Linked DNA regions of Sus scrofa: region 2 is linked to region 1. The links are chromatin contacts, called in public HiChIP or PLAC-seq maps. All regions are on one chromosome and are shown on one strand. Each heading gives the region's core, a stretch centred on a gene start, on an enhancer-like site or on the middle of the called end of the contact. The rest is flanking DNA. Distances are from core to core; before and after follow the strand shown. Region 1 has its middle 80 kb from the start of RBPJ. Region 2 overlaps RBPJ (recombining binding protein suppressor of hairless).

The links. HiChIP or PLAC-seq counts read pairs in DNA pulled down with a chosen protein or histone mark.
Region 2: an H3K27ac HiChIP or PLAC-seq map of skeletal muscle shows a contact between it and region 1, with 6 times the contacts expected there. The contact joins two enhancer-like sites. A contact is called at or near these places in 1 of 47 Hi-C or Micro-C datasets (fibroblasts) and 2 of 2 datasets of contacts at active chromatin or transcription factors (alveolar macrophages and skeletal muscle).

What each region holds. Positions count from the first base shown.
Region 1 is chr8:19,849,770-19,856,618 of Sscrofa11.1, reverse strand. No RefSeq gene overlaps it. Among named protein-coding and RNA genes, the nearest start is that of RBPJ, 80 kb to the left of the region's middle. Within about 2 kb of position 3,723, at least 6 of the 83 cell types and tissues checked have an H3K27ac peak or open chromatin away from gene starts, as enhancers often do. A contact at or near this core is called in skeletal muscle, where this site is marked.
Region 2 is chr8:20,141,297-20,148,145 of Sscrofa11.1, reverse strand. RBPJ (recombining binding protein suppressor of hairless) reads right to left here. Exons shown (of 11, transcript XM_005666567.3): 4 at 743-908. Among named protein-coding and RNA genes, the nearest start is that of CCKAR, 56 kb to the left of the region's middle. Within about 2 kb of position 3,350, at least 6 of the 83 cell types and tissues checked have an H3K27ac peak or open chromatin away from gene starts, as enhancers often do. A contact at or near this core is called in skeletal muscle, where this site is marked.

The sequences.
Region 1 (6,849 bases), core at 2,474-4,973:
CTGTGACAGCAGCCACCTGCAGCTTTCCAGGAGACCCGAGAATAATCCGCGTGTGCTAGTCTTGTAGGGCTGCTGGAACAAATTACCACACCCTGGGTAGCTTGCAGCAACAGAAAGTTATTCTTTCATAGTTCAAGTCCACAATTAATGTGTTGGCAGGGCCACACCCCTGCTGGAGGCCCGAGGATACAACACCTCCCTGACCCTCTCGGCTTCCAGTGACTCCTCCCATTCCTTGGCTTGTGGCTCCAGCACTCCTGTCTCTGTCTCTGTCTTCCAGTGGCCTTCTCTGTGTCCTTGTGTCCAAGCTTGCTCTGACTTTCTCTCCTAAGAATGCCTGTCATTGGATTTGGTAATCTGATGTCATTACCCAGGTAATCCTGGATGGTCTTATCTTGAGACCCTCAAGTTCCTGATAGTTGCAAAACCCTATCTCCAAATAAGGTCACATTCTTAGGTCCCAAAAAGTTAAGACATGGATTCATTTTTCCAGGCTTCACTGTTCAACCCACTACACCATGCAAAGAAGGAAGGAAGGCAGTTTTGGACAGAAAGGAGCAGGGTAGTTAAGGCAAGGAGGTGTTGGAGGGCACGGTGGCTTCCGTGAAAGGCAAGGATGGGAGGACACAGGTTTGGGGGGCGCTGCGACGTGAGCTGAGGCTAGATTGGAGAGTAAGGAGCTGATCACTGAGGACCTGGTGTGCTGGCCAACAGCCTTGGACTATGCCCCGGAGGCAGTGAGCTTTTGCCTGGACTTAATTTTAACTTAGAAAGATCCCTCGGGCTGAAGGTTAGAGACCAAACTGGAGGAGGGCTAGACTGGAGATGAAGCAATTCCACTCAAAGGGGGTTGCTGCTGTTCAGGTAAGGAACTCCGGTTCTGATCTTTGCAGAAGAGGAAAGAGGGACCCAAACACAGTGATTGGTGACTAATATGAGCTGAGCGGGAGGTGGGGGGTGAAGAATTGGGACCTATCCCGAGGTTTCTATCAATATTCCAGCCCCTGCATTGCGCCTCCCCTGCCACCCACAGTCACACAACACCAGACACAGTAGCAGCCTCTCTACGCAAAAGCCATTCACACTTTAGAAACTGAATGTGTGTTTTTAAGAGATTGCACTTTGACTCAAAACATCCCTCTGTCTTGGGTTGAATAGCAGCCCCTCAAATGTAGGTCCACGCAAAACCAGCATATGTGACCTTTTTGAAGCAAGGGTCTTTGCCGATACAATCACGTTAAGATGAGGTCATACGGTATCCCATCATCCAAGACTGAGGACCATCTAAGAAGAGGGAAATTTGGACACAGGTACACAGCAAGGAAGCTTGCGATGTCACGTGATGACAGAGGTGGAGATGGGAGTGATGAGGCTACAAGCCAAAGAAAGCCAGAAATTGCTGGCAGCCAGCGGAAGCCGGGAGCAGGCAAGCAACGATGGTCTCCAGAGCCTTGGGAGGGGGCGTTGGTCCTGCTGACGGTGGATTTTAGACTTCTGGCTGGCAGAACCATGGAAAAGGAATTTCCACTGTCTTAAGCCACCTCATTGGTGGCATTTGCTATGGTAGCCTTAGGAAATGAGTACACCCCAGGGGGTGGGGTTTCCAGACAGCGTCACGGTCATGGGGAATGATGTTTCTGGGAGCTTTGATGTAGTGCAGAGAACAGCACACGGGCCTGGGGGTCAGGACATAAGCTGGCCCGTCACTGTGCGAGGCGTCTCAGAAGGGACTTGCATCTCGGAGGACTCTTGCGAAGATTAGACGAGAAGGCAAGTGTCGATGCTCGTGAAACATTGTTGGGGATGGTCCAAAAAAATGGGCAGGGTGGCTGGGGTGAGAAACCAGAACTTGTGGACAGGATTTGTGACTATTGCATGCTTTAGAATTAAAAGAGGCTGTGTGTGTGTTTTACACACACACACACACACACACCTGTACCCTGAGCATGAGCAGCAGGCCCCTTGCACTTGGAGTTCCTGGTTGGTCTGGGTTTTCTGACTCCTCTCTCTCTCTTATATTTTTTAAAATTAAAGTATGATACAGTCGATTTGAACGTTGTGCCAATTTCTGCTGTACAGCAAAGTGATGCCGTCATGCATACATATACACGCCTTTTCTCATCTCATCCCCCAACACGTTCTGTCCCAAGAGACTGGACACGGTTCCCTGTGCTGCACAGCAGGACTCCCTTGCCCATCCTTTCTAGATGGAATAGTTTGCATCTACTCACCTGAAACTCCCCATCCATCCTACTCCCTGCCCCCACCCCCCGCCCTTGGCGACCCCAAGTCTGTTGTCCATGTCTGTTCTCCATGAGTCCTCTCGGTTCCACCTTAGGGTAGGGGGGTCCAAATAGAACCCCCACTCTGTTCTCTGGCCTTCTTCCTTTTCCCGCTGCTTCTTACCTCTCCCAGGAGTGGGAGGGCTCTTTCTCTCTTCCTTCTCTGTCCATCTGTCCTGCTTTTATCCTTTTACCCCTTTATCTTCCTTTTATTCCACTTTATGGTATTTGCCTTCCTTTTCCTGAGGCAAAACATGAAGAAGGGCTGCAGGAAGAGAAAGGAGACAATCAACAGGGAGAAATACAGTCTCAAGGTTTTCCAAAACATTATCGCTTCCTATACTCATCTTGGAATTTTTTCATTAATCACCGTAGCAGATTGCATGGTGCCCACACCCCCCAAACATATGTTTGGATCCCAGCTCCTGGTACCTTTGAATGTGACCTAAGTTGGAAAAGGGTCATTGCAGATGTAATTAAGTGAAGGATCTCAAGACGCAATCATCCTAGTAGTTCCTGCTGTGGCAGAGTGGGTTAAGAATCCAACTGCAGGAGTTCCGGTCATGGTGCTCTGGAAACGAATCTGACTAGGAACCATGAGGTTGCAGGATCGATCCCTGGCCTGGCTCAGTAGGTTAAGGATCTGGCATTGCCATGAGCTGTGGTATAGGTGTCAGACACTGCTTGGATCCTGCGTTGCTGTGGCCGTGGTGTTGTCTGGCAGCAATAGCTCCAATTCAACCCCTCGCCTGGGAACCTCCATATGCCACAAGTGCAGCTCCTAAAAAGAAGAAAAAAAAAAAAAAAAAAGAATCCAACTGCAGTGGTTCAGGTCACTGTGGAGGCTCAGGTTCGATCCCTGGCCCAGGAATTTCGTTATGCTTGGGTGTGGCCGTAACATGGGGGAGAAAAGATGTGATCATCCTGGATTCCTGGATTGTGCAGGAATCCAGGACAAGCGTCACAGGAGACAATCGGAGAGATGGGCAGAGGCTCTGTGAAGATAGAGACAGCGCCTGGAAGGATGTGGCCACAAGCTGAGGAACATCAAGGCTTTCCTTGGAGTCGCCAGGAGCTGGAAGAGGCAGGAATTCTCCCCTAGAGTCTCCATAGGGAGCACGGTCCTGCCGACACCTTAATTTTGGCTGTTTGACCCCCAGAACAGTGAGGGGACAATGCTCTGCTGCTCTAAGCCATCGAGTTTGGGGTAATTTGCACAGCAGCCCTAGAGACTAATACAGATTGATAATGGGCGTGAAACGCCATTGACATTAAAAGAAGAAAAAAAGGCACAGTGGCTACAGAGGACTCAGCGTACAGGAACTGGAACGGCAGCTATCCCTGTTCTAATGGGAGCCGGCAGCCTGTGCCCCGGGAGACCGAGCTGTCCTGACCTTCTTAGCAAGTTTGCAAATCCCTCCACCTGTTGTCTTTGCTAATGTAGCTATTCTTTCTGTCACGCCTGTGTACACCCGGGATGTTGACAGCGTTCAGAATCACTGTCTCTAGATAGTGATCGTGCAATAAAAATGGCAAACTGATTAGTCAGCCGGAGGAGAAGTCTTTTTCTCATTATAAGCATGATCTAATGCTGTAATCACCTAGTCTGCAGCCGGCAGCCAAGTGCTTGTGGTCAGGCCTCGGCCTTACAACAGGTGAACCCTGTTAAAAGGGATCCTGCTGCATGGCTTCAGCTGTCCTGTAGACCAGTGAAGTCTCATTCCCTGAAACATAATAACCCCATAGAACTCATGTGTCCCCGAGTTTATTACAACCTCCAGGGTCAGCCTTTCAAAAAACATGCAGGGGTTCTCTTGGGGCACAAAGGGTTAAGGATTGGCGTTGTCACTGCAACAGCATGGGTTGGTTCCGTGGCGTGGGTTTGATCCCCAGCCTGGGAACTTCCACATGCCCTGGGCATAGTCCAAAAAAAAAAAGCAAATCAAATAACTCCAGCTTTCAACCCATGAGACTCAAGGAAACCCAAGTCTCTTCCAAGGGCTGTAGACATATTTTGGCAGTTACTTATCATTCTCCATCCAAATGGTGTCCCCCAAATAGACTCAGTACCTTCCTTTACCCCCAAGGCAGTGCTAACATGGGGCTTTCTGGCTTGACTTAAAATTGGATGGAATTTCAGTGCACAGAAGGGGAATTTAAGCTCCAAGCCAGCCGTGACTACACCCGAGATCCTGGACCACCTTTCCGGCCAGGTGGAAGTCCCTACTGGTCTTCCCTGACCTTCCAGTTCCCAACATGTTGCCGAGTTCGGCCCTGTTTCCTCCTCACCTCCACACAGGGCTTCACTTTGACTGTGTCTTTCAATCCCAAGGACAAAAAGCCCCAATATCCTCTTCCCCCCATCTCATCAGAGGAAGCCTCAAATCTGTTAATATTGGAACAGCTCCCCTCTCTTTTACTTTGGTATCCACAGACCTTATGGGTTCCCATGTCTAAACTCCCCCAGTCCAGAATGGAATTTCCTTTTGTACAAATAAAACCCTGATTTGGTGCTCTTCTCTTGTAAGAACGCCTTGCCCCCAACCCCAGACCAATATGAGTTTTCATTTTTAGTAGCCCAAAAGAATTGACAGAAGCTTTGAAATTACAATCCTTCCTTAAAGGCTTTGAAGAGCCCAGATCCAATCCTTAGGCGGGATCAAAGCCCACGTATATGCTGTATTCGCCTCTCTGTACCTCCGGGACAGGGCACGTTTTCCTCCAGCCCCTAGGGAACTTGGTCTTTATAAAGCAGAAGGGACATTTTTTTTTCCATGTACCAGCACTGCATGGCTTGGAAGAAGATTAACTTGTCTGGGAGTTCCCACTATGGTGCAGTGGCTTAATGATCTGGCTTGTCTCTGTGGAGGTGCCAGGTTGATCCCCGGCCACAGCTCTGGCTTGGATTTGATCTCTGGCCTGGGAACTTCCATGTGCCATGAAGTGGCTGAGAAAAAAAAAAAAAAAAAGATTACCTTGTCTGAGCCTCAGACTCGCTAGCTATAAAATAAATTTTTTTTTTTTTTTTTTTTTGCCTTTTTGCCATTTCTTGGACCACTTCCCATGGCATATAGAGGTTCCCAGGCTAGGGGTCAAATCGGAGCTACAGCTGCCAGCCTACGCCAGAGCCACAGCAACTCGGGATCAAAGTCTCGTCTGCAACCTACACCACAGCTCACGGCAACACCGGATCCTTAACCCACTGAGCAAGGGCAGGGATCGAACCCGCAACCTCATGGTTCCTAGTGGGATTCCTTAACCACTGCGCCATGACAGGAACTCCCCTAAAATAAGATTAATAATAGCTTTTGCACAGGGTTATGGTAAGAATATTTAAAGAAAGACCTTAGGAAAACTAGCACGGAGCCTTGTACATAAAAACTATTCAAGAAATCCCAGGCTCTACTTCTTTGTCTCTTGATAGGATTAAGCAATAGTTTGCTTTGCTGTCTTGCATGTATATTGTAATGTGCTTAGTGCTGAGGATGCTGCACATGTTCTAGAAAGAAACTAGTTAACAAAGATACACTCAGCCCCCAAGGGAAGCAAAAATGTCCTGCTTTATTGAACAACCTTTTAGCCATGTCTTTGTACATTCCCGTAATTTAAAATTCATTCCTAGATGTGGAATTGATGGACAGAGCGTGTGTATGTTTTTAGGACTCCTGCTACACATTCCTGAATTGCGCCCCAGAAAAATCTATACCAGTACTGTGTCAAAGCTCCTTTTTCTTGGAATCTTAAGTTTTTCTTAAAATGTATCAATTTGATGAGTGAAAAACACTGTATCTCACTGTGGATGTTGAATTGAATTTCTGGCCTGGACAACAAGGATTCAACTCAAGACCAATTCATGCATTTTAAAAATGAAGATCCTAAGATTTAGAAAGATGAAGTGTCTTGGCCAATTCATCTAATTAGCCGGACAGCCCACATGCATATCCCATATTTTCTGGCTCTGAAATTCTTTCCATGATGGCACTCCGGAGAGGGAGAGGTAGCCTGGGGTGAGAGCACTCAGGGCGTCTTTAAAAACCAAGTTTGATTAGACCAAAGCGAATGTGTGGTAGAGGAAAGAGTTGATGAAGGGAACTTTAATTAGTGTCTGGCTAATTCATCATCAGATAATGAGTCCCAGCCCTCTCCACGTTAGCACCACCTATTGATGAAAATGTAAGCTTGCGCAGGATTTCCCTCCAAAGCTGAAAGTAGAATGAGGAAAATCACTGGCAGATTTGGACCGGTTGAAATGATCTTAGTCTACGGAGACGTGGAAAGAAAAAGAAATCAGTATGGAGTCACTGAGTCATGAGCCACTGGGACTTCAACCACTGTGGTCTCCAGAATTGCGGTGAATGAGGTTCCCATTTCCTGCAGCGGCAAAGTCAGATTCTGCTCTTCCTACTGTGTGCACAGAGTGGAACTTTCTTCATTTGTCTGTAACCTAATTTCTAGTTTAAGCCCATGTTCTGCTAGTGGCGAGAAATAATATCTAGGGACTTCCAGAGTAAAAAATCTCTCCCTTGGGTATTTTCTGTTATTTCGGGGTTCAGTGGCTTAATTGGAC
Region 2 (6,849 bases), core at 2,101-4,600, 290 kb before region 1:
TCACAGAGATTTAATGAATGAGAAAATATTCTCTATGTACTATTCATGTGGTCATTGAGATCAGAACTAACCATTTTTCAATTTTTAATATCAGAAAAGAGAAAACATAGTTAATGCTAAGTCAACGAAGAACTATTTTGAATACTTAATATTTAAGCTGAAATGAGACTGCTTTCTAAATTAAAAAAGTACAGTTAGTAAAACCAATTCATAAATTTTATCCTCTCACAAATTAATCAAAGAAAATCTCTGAAAGTTTGAGTAAAGCTAATCATGGCTATTCCTGTCTACATAGCATAGCTCTGCTCCACGTTGAAGCTAAGTAAAACATTTATGATCTTTATAACCTGTGATATTTTGCTTCCGGTATAAGACTAAGGTTAAACAAGTGGAGGAAAGCATCATTAAACTATGTGTTTTCACTGCTGTTTGAATACCGTGCGCTTGTCAGATGAATGAGCAATTAGTCTCTGAAACTTATCACTGGCTCCCAATAGAAATGTGATGACACAGCTGAGGAAGCTGACTGAGTGGCACCGTTAGATGTCAGCAGCTCTAGCTCCACGAATCACAACCAGACCACAGCTATTTGAGAAGTTTATTTCTGGTTCTGATTCATATATTCAAGAAAGTGCTATGAATAGGCATAAAAGAAAGAAATCACCACTACAAAAACGAGTAAGAAAACTACATTCTGGTACCATGGTGCTCTTCACAAGGAACCAGCAGAGTCTTAATTTACCTTTCCTTCCAAGTTCAGCTGTTGCATTTCCTGGTCACTATTTCCTATTCCAATAAATGCACATGGTTGAGACTCTTGTTCAGAACAACCATCCCGTTCCATTTGTTCTTTTTTTTTCTTCCATCCACTGCCCATAAGATACACACAAGGAGGAGGGCAAAAAAACCTGAAACAATGGGGGGAAAAACACAATGCAATTACATTCAAGAAAGCATTTCCTTTTCTTGAACATTTTGTGAATACAAAATCATGCTGAACTGCAACAAGTTAACTCCTCATGAAACATTTTGATGAAGTCTTCTGTAAAGCATACAGCTATGCCACAGCACACAGATCAAAACCTCCCCTTCCATTTGTTAGGTAAGGTTCATCACATTGACGTTATGCATTCACTTAGCCTAGGTATTTTTTAGAGCAAGGACACATCTCTTTAAATTTTCACATAGCTCAGAGTTTTGAACTACTACAATTCAACAAATTCAACATACTCTACTGTATTAGAAAATATGGTATACCACCACAGAATCAGCAATTACTGATTAAGTTCTACTCAAAATGATGTACTGCTGATGATATTCTTGGTATGGATATTATACTTTGGTAGTTAACCTGGAAAACACAGCAATGCCCAAAGTAGAAAATTAATACAACTAGGTAAAAGAATTAAAAGCAAAATGGGTCACTGGGATTAGTATGTTTTATTTCTTCTATCTTGAATGCCTAATGCGGCCCCTGCCTCAGAGAATACACTGTATCCTTTCAATTCATAGACAAGCAACAGATCCCTTTTGCTAGCTGTCAAGAAATCTGCCCTCAAAAATTCTTCCCAGTTAGAATAACTTCCTTAGAATCTTCTCCTTGCAATTACAAAATATCTATTTCAAAGCACAGTTCAAGCCCCACATTTTATATAGTCCAGACCATCAATCCAGTCCTTATGTAGGGTAAAATTCTTTTGCCCAATTACATAGACTTACTAATATTAATATTTATTTTAAAACATTATGCCATGTCTCATCAAGGGGCCTGAAAACTCAAATATCTACTCAAATAGTAGCCAAATAAACTCAAATAGTCGCCAAGTAATATAAATGAGTGCACTAAGTGTGTAACAAATGAGTAGGAATATCCTTTAACTACCCAAAGAAGTAGGTCCCCTCATGGTAATTTCCACTTTTTGTATTAAAGCATAGAAAAAAATTTCTTAATTCTTTTAAGCCTTAAATTTTTTAAAGAAAAAAACCCCTTAACTGCAATGATAATCAGCCACAGGTGTGTGGCTCTGATGACAAGGACACAATTGAGAATGGCAAGTGTGTGAGTAGACACCCATCCACTCACTCACATGGCTGAACTATGGACATGGGGGCCTAGCACTGGTCACATCCTCCAACTTTCCAACAGACACCTGAAATCAAATTTTACATGAAATTTCTAATTTTAAAATATGACAACTAATTTATACTTTTTAGCACTTCTTAGGTCAACAACATACAGACTTAAAAAAATAAAACAGAAGAAGAATTACACACATGCATATGTGTGCATATGAACACACAGATGCCACCCTGTTGGATTTAGCTCTCAGGCACCCCCCTAAAGGTAGTAGAGTGGTATCTACTTGTTTGCTTTCCCCTCAGCTTCTATTACAATATTGACTGAATTGAATCGAAATACATGATAGCACTTAGTTTTTGCTCAACTCTACCAAAGACTACTTTAGAGACACTCTACATACAATTTATCAATTCATAAGAAGGGTGGTTTTATATTATTCATTAATTCACAAAAATTATTACATCCAGAGTTTCTGTTGTGGTTCAGTGGGTTAAGAACCTGAAGAGTATCCATGAGGATGCAGGTTCAGTGGACTTGCTTAGAGGGTTAAGGATCCAGTGTTGTTGCAAGCTGCAGTGTAGGTCGCAGATGTGGCTTGGATCTGTCCTTGCTGTGGCTGTGGTGTAGGCCGGCAGCTACAGCTGTGATTCAACTCCTAGCCTAGGGACTTCCATATGCTGCAGGTATGGCCCTAAAAAAAAAAAAAAATTACATCTCTAGGCTGTACCAGTCACTAGGAATATATTTAAAACAAACAAAAATTCTTGCTCTAATGGAACTCATACTCCAATAGGAAAGACCATTTTAAAAAGGTAAATGACTAAAATAACATATACTCTGTTAACTGACGGTAAGTACTAAGGGAAAAAATAAAGTAGGGAAGGGGTACTTAAAATGTAGAAGAACTGGGCAGTCAGGGAAAGCTTCTTTAAGACATGACACTGAGTCACGACCTAAAGCCATGGGTATCCAGGGTGAGAGCATTTCAGAAGAAGGGCAAAGGCTCCAAAGTAGGAAGGACTACAGTGGACAGAAGGCAAACAACAGACCAGTGGCTGGAGGAGGATAACAGGAGACCAAGCCAGGGGTAATGGGGAAGCAGACCAAGAAGGCCAAAGGGGTCAGGGTGAGTGAGGAGGAAATCCTGGGGTCATCTCATATTTATCTAAGCCAACAGAAAGGTATCGAGGAGCTTTCATGGCTGTGCATACTCTCTTTGTGGCTGTGGATACCGAGGTCACGGCCGAGGTAGTGGGCTCAGCTCCAGGTCACTCTAAGTTTGGAGGGATGCCTGGATTATCGGCTAGTTCTGGAGTTGGATCAGTTCAAGTCTACACCAGGGATCTTTCTGGCCTCTAAAGCTGGAAACACCCAATGCTTACCATGGCACAGACTCAAATACCTAGCTGGCACACGATCAGGAAGTTGAGAAGGCATCAATTTTGGAAACTTGTCTCCTATTACTATTTCATTGAACACTGACAGATGATATTAGGACATCTTAGTAAGCTGGTATACTGGCTATAAAATTCAAAGAGCTGTGTTTTAATACAGTGTACCAAATGTAGTACTCAAATCTCAGCAAGCTACCGTAAAAGACACTTTCATATTTAAAAAACAGAAAGAGGGCTAAAACTGTAAAAAGGCTCCGTAGTGCTAGTCTTCTCAGGAGTACTGTGATAAAACAGCATGAAACCAATAGGACATAAAATCAGGTCGACAAGAAATTCTTCGCCACTCTAGACACTGACCGAGGTTCTATAATTGAAAATGCTTTCCAATCATATAATAAACTTAAGAAAAATGAAGATTCTTCAACTGCCTCTGAACTAGTCTTACTTTTATATCAACTTTTGACTATTTGAGAAAGTTGTGATTCAAGAAAACAGCAAATCCAATATAAACATTAAGATAATTTCTACCGTGCAATGATGAAATCATATTTTAAACACCCCTATATGGCCACCCCCTAAAAACTAGCTAATGAATCAACTCTTCATTTCCATAGGCTTCAGAAATAATTTAATAATCAAACCAAAGTTAAGATTCAATACAAAAAAACTACAAACAAGAAAAAAGACAAAAGAAAGGAGGGAGTTCCCTGGTAGCTCAGTGGGTTAAGAATCTGGCATTCTCATTGCTGTGGCTCAGGCCACTGCTGTGGTACAGATTCAATCCCTGGCAGGGGAACTTCTGTATGTGATGGGTATGACCAAAAAAAAAAAAAAGAGAGCGAGAGTGAGAGCGAGAGAAAAGAGGGGGGAAAAAAGGAAGTTAAAGGGAAAAAGAAAAAAATGTCAATTAACCAAAAGTAAAACAAAATACACCCTTACAATAGCATGTGAATCAATTTTCTTTTTTAATTTGGACAGTTGGTCAATATGTACCAAACACTCAGTGAAAAGTCTGACCATCAAGAGGTCAACTTTCAGAGTTTAACAGTTTCTAAAAAAGGATATTTTAGGAAACAATATGCCTTTATTTTCTAATCTTTCCCAGTAGCTCCATCTAATAAACTGTGACAAGCAATGCTTTTTATCGGCCACTTGGTGGCGTTATGCACACATTTATGATTTTAATAATTTCCTAGTTCAAACAATCACTCTTTATTTTCGGTGATTCAACAACTTTTTCCCTCAAATTTTGAGATGAAGTCTGGAAAATACCTTACAGACTCAAAGAAGCTTTTTTATTCAGCCCAATATATAAGGTTAGACAAAAATCCAAAAACATCATTTGCATTATCTAACTTTCTTGGCAGAATCATTACCCTTTGCTGATTATTCATACTTGCCCTGACACAAAGTTGAAGGAATGTTAATATGTCAAATGGCGTTTCCATATCTTTAATGGAAATTTTCTTCTAGACAAAATAATTTTTTTAAGTTTATTTTTCAATCTGGAAAGACCTTCTTCAATGAAAAAATAAAACTAACCATGAACATAAATGGGATACCAGATGAGTTACGCAAATAAATACTCATTATCAAGCACAAAAGTGAATACTGAGAACAATTTTAAATTTTAGGATAAAACTTCCTGACCAAATATTTCTAGCATCATTCATTGGAGTTACTTTGTAAGCCAAGAGGACTGTTGTGGTCATGTCCCCAGGTTACCTCATGCCTAACGCCTTAGCAGTTTTTCAAAAAGGCCTGAATATGATCAGCAAGGACGAAAGCAGAGCTTCCTCTTTCCACTGCACTCCGCTAGGGGCTACAGGACAAGACCTCTTCCGGCAGGAAGCCTTACTAGTCATCCAGGAGGCTGGACTCTGTTAGCAGACCCTTACTAACACTATTAAAAACTAGAGTAATTTTAATAGGTTTCTACGTTTATTGTAAAACTAGTGCATGTTTCTTCTAGAAATTTTAATACATATGAAAGAGGTTATTCTGGCTTTTTCTTTTTTTTTTTTTTTCCCCATTTTTTGGAGTCAGAAGCTTAGATTCTTTGAGCTTTCCTTTGGGGTTTTAGACTGACCAGGCTATACCCAAATAATAGAAAGAAGCTGAAAATAAAGGCAATCATACAAAAGGAGAAAGTAGGAGATGGGTAAATTATGGGGCTGGGATTGACATATACACATGACTATATAGAGAACAGACAGGAATGAGGACCTACTGTATAACACAGGAGAATTTACGCAGTACTGTGTGGTAACCTACATGGGAAAAGAATCTAAAGAGGAATGGATATATGCATACGTATAACGGATTTACTTTGCTGTATACCTGAACTTACCACAACTTTGTAAGTCAACTACTTATCCCAATAAAAATTCTAAAATATAAAAAAACAAAGGCCATCATAATAAAAGATAACCATTAAATCACCTATTTTAACTTGATAAGCCACTACAGCTTTGTATTTTAACGCTTACTAACAAAGAGGAACCTTATCTGGACTATACTTTTTTGAATAGCTCTTCCCCTTCTATTATTTCCACCGGGCCTCAGTTATCCATCATAGTATTAAATGATATAGTGGTTTTTAAGATTCCCAACGAAGAGCCTTTTGCATAGTACCTGGGCTCTAACATTATCAGAAATGCAGAATAAATGAGGCAATAAATCAATCTAATTGTACTAAAACCTATCTTCAAAAATCCGGGGGAAAAAAACAGCAACACTGCCCAGGTTGGCAGCTATATAGTGAACATATGTTTATGCGTATTTCCATTAGATCCAGCCCAATCTCACTTAGTTAATGGTAAAAGAGAGAATCTCAGGCAAAGTTAAGTTTATAAAGTTTGGGTTCTTTAGGCATATTTAGGTTCTTAGGTAACTTCTCCATGCCCAAACCTTGCTTTAGATAATTAACACTCAAATGCAAAATGGAAGGTAATAAAAATAAGGGAAATGAAAAAAAATATGAAATTTAGAATTACGGACCCAGGAGTTCCAGTCCTGGCTCCATCACTCCTAACTAAAGTGAACCTGGGCATGTTAATCTCTTATCTTTAGTCTTCTTATTCACAAAATGAGAATTAAAACATGTCTACTCCATAATATTATTCTGAGGATTAAAATTTAAAGATATTTGTAAGGCATTTCCAGAACAATGTCAAGCTCATGACTAGGGAAATGGTTCCTTCTTCAGATTCACTATGAGGTACAAGGCTGGCCTTTTAGACCCATCTCAAGCAATCAGGGTATTGACTTGTTTTGTTTAAATGGACAGAAGACAATCTCTTAGATACATAAGTTTTCATCATTAGAAGCAGGACCTGAATTTCCAGTATTAATTTCATGCAAAAAGTGGCTACT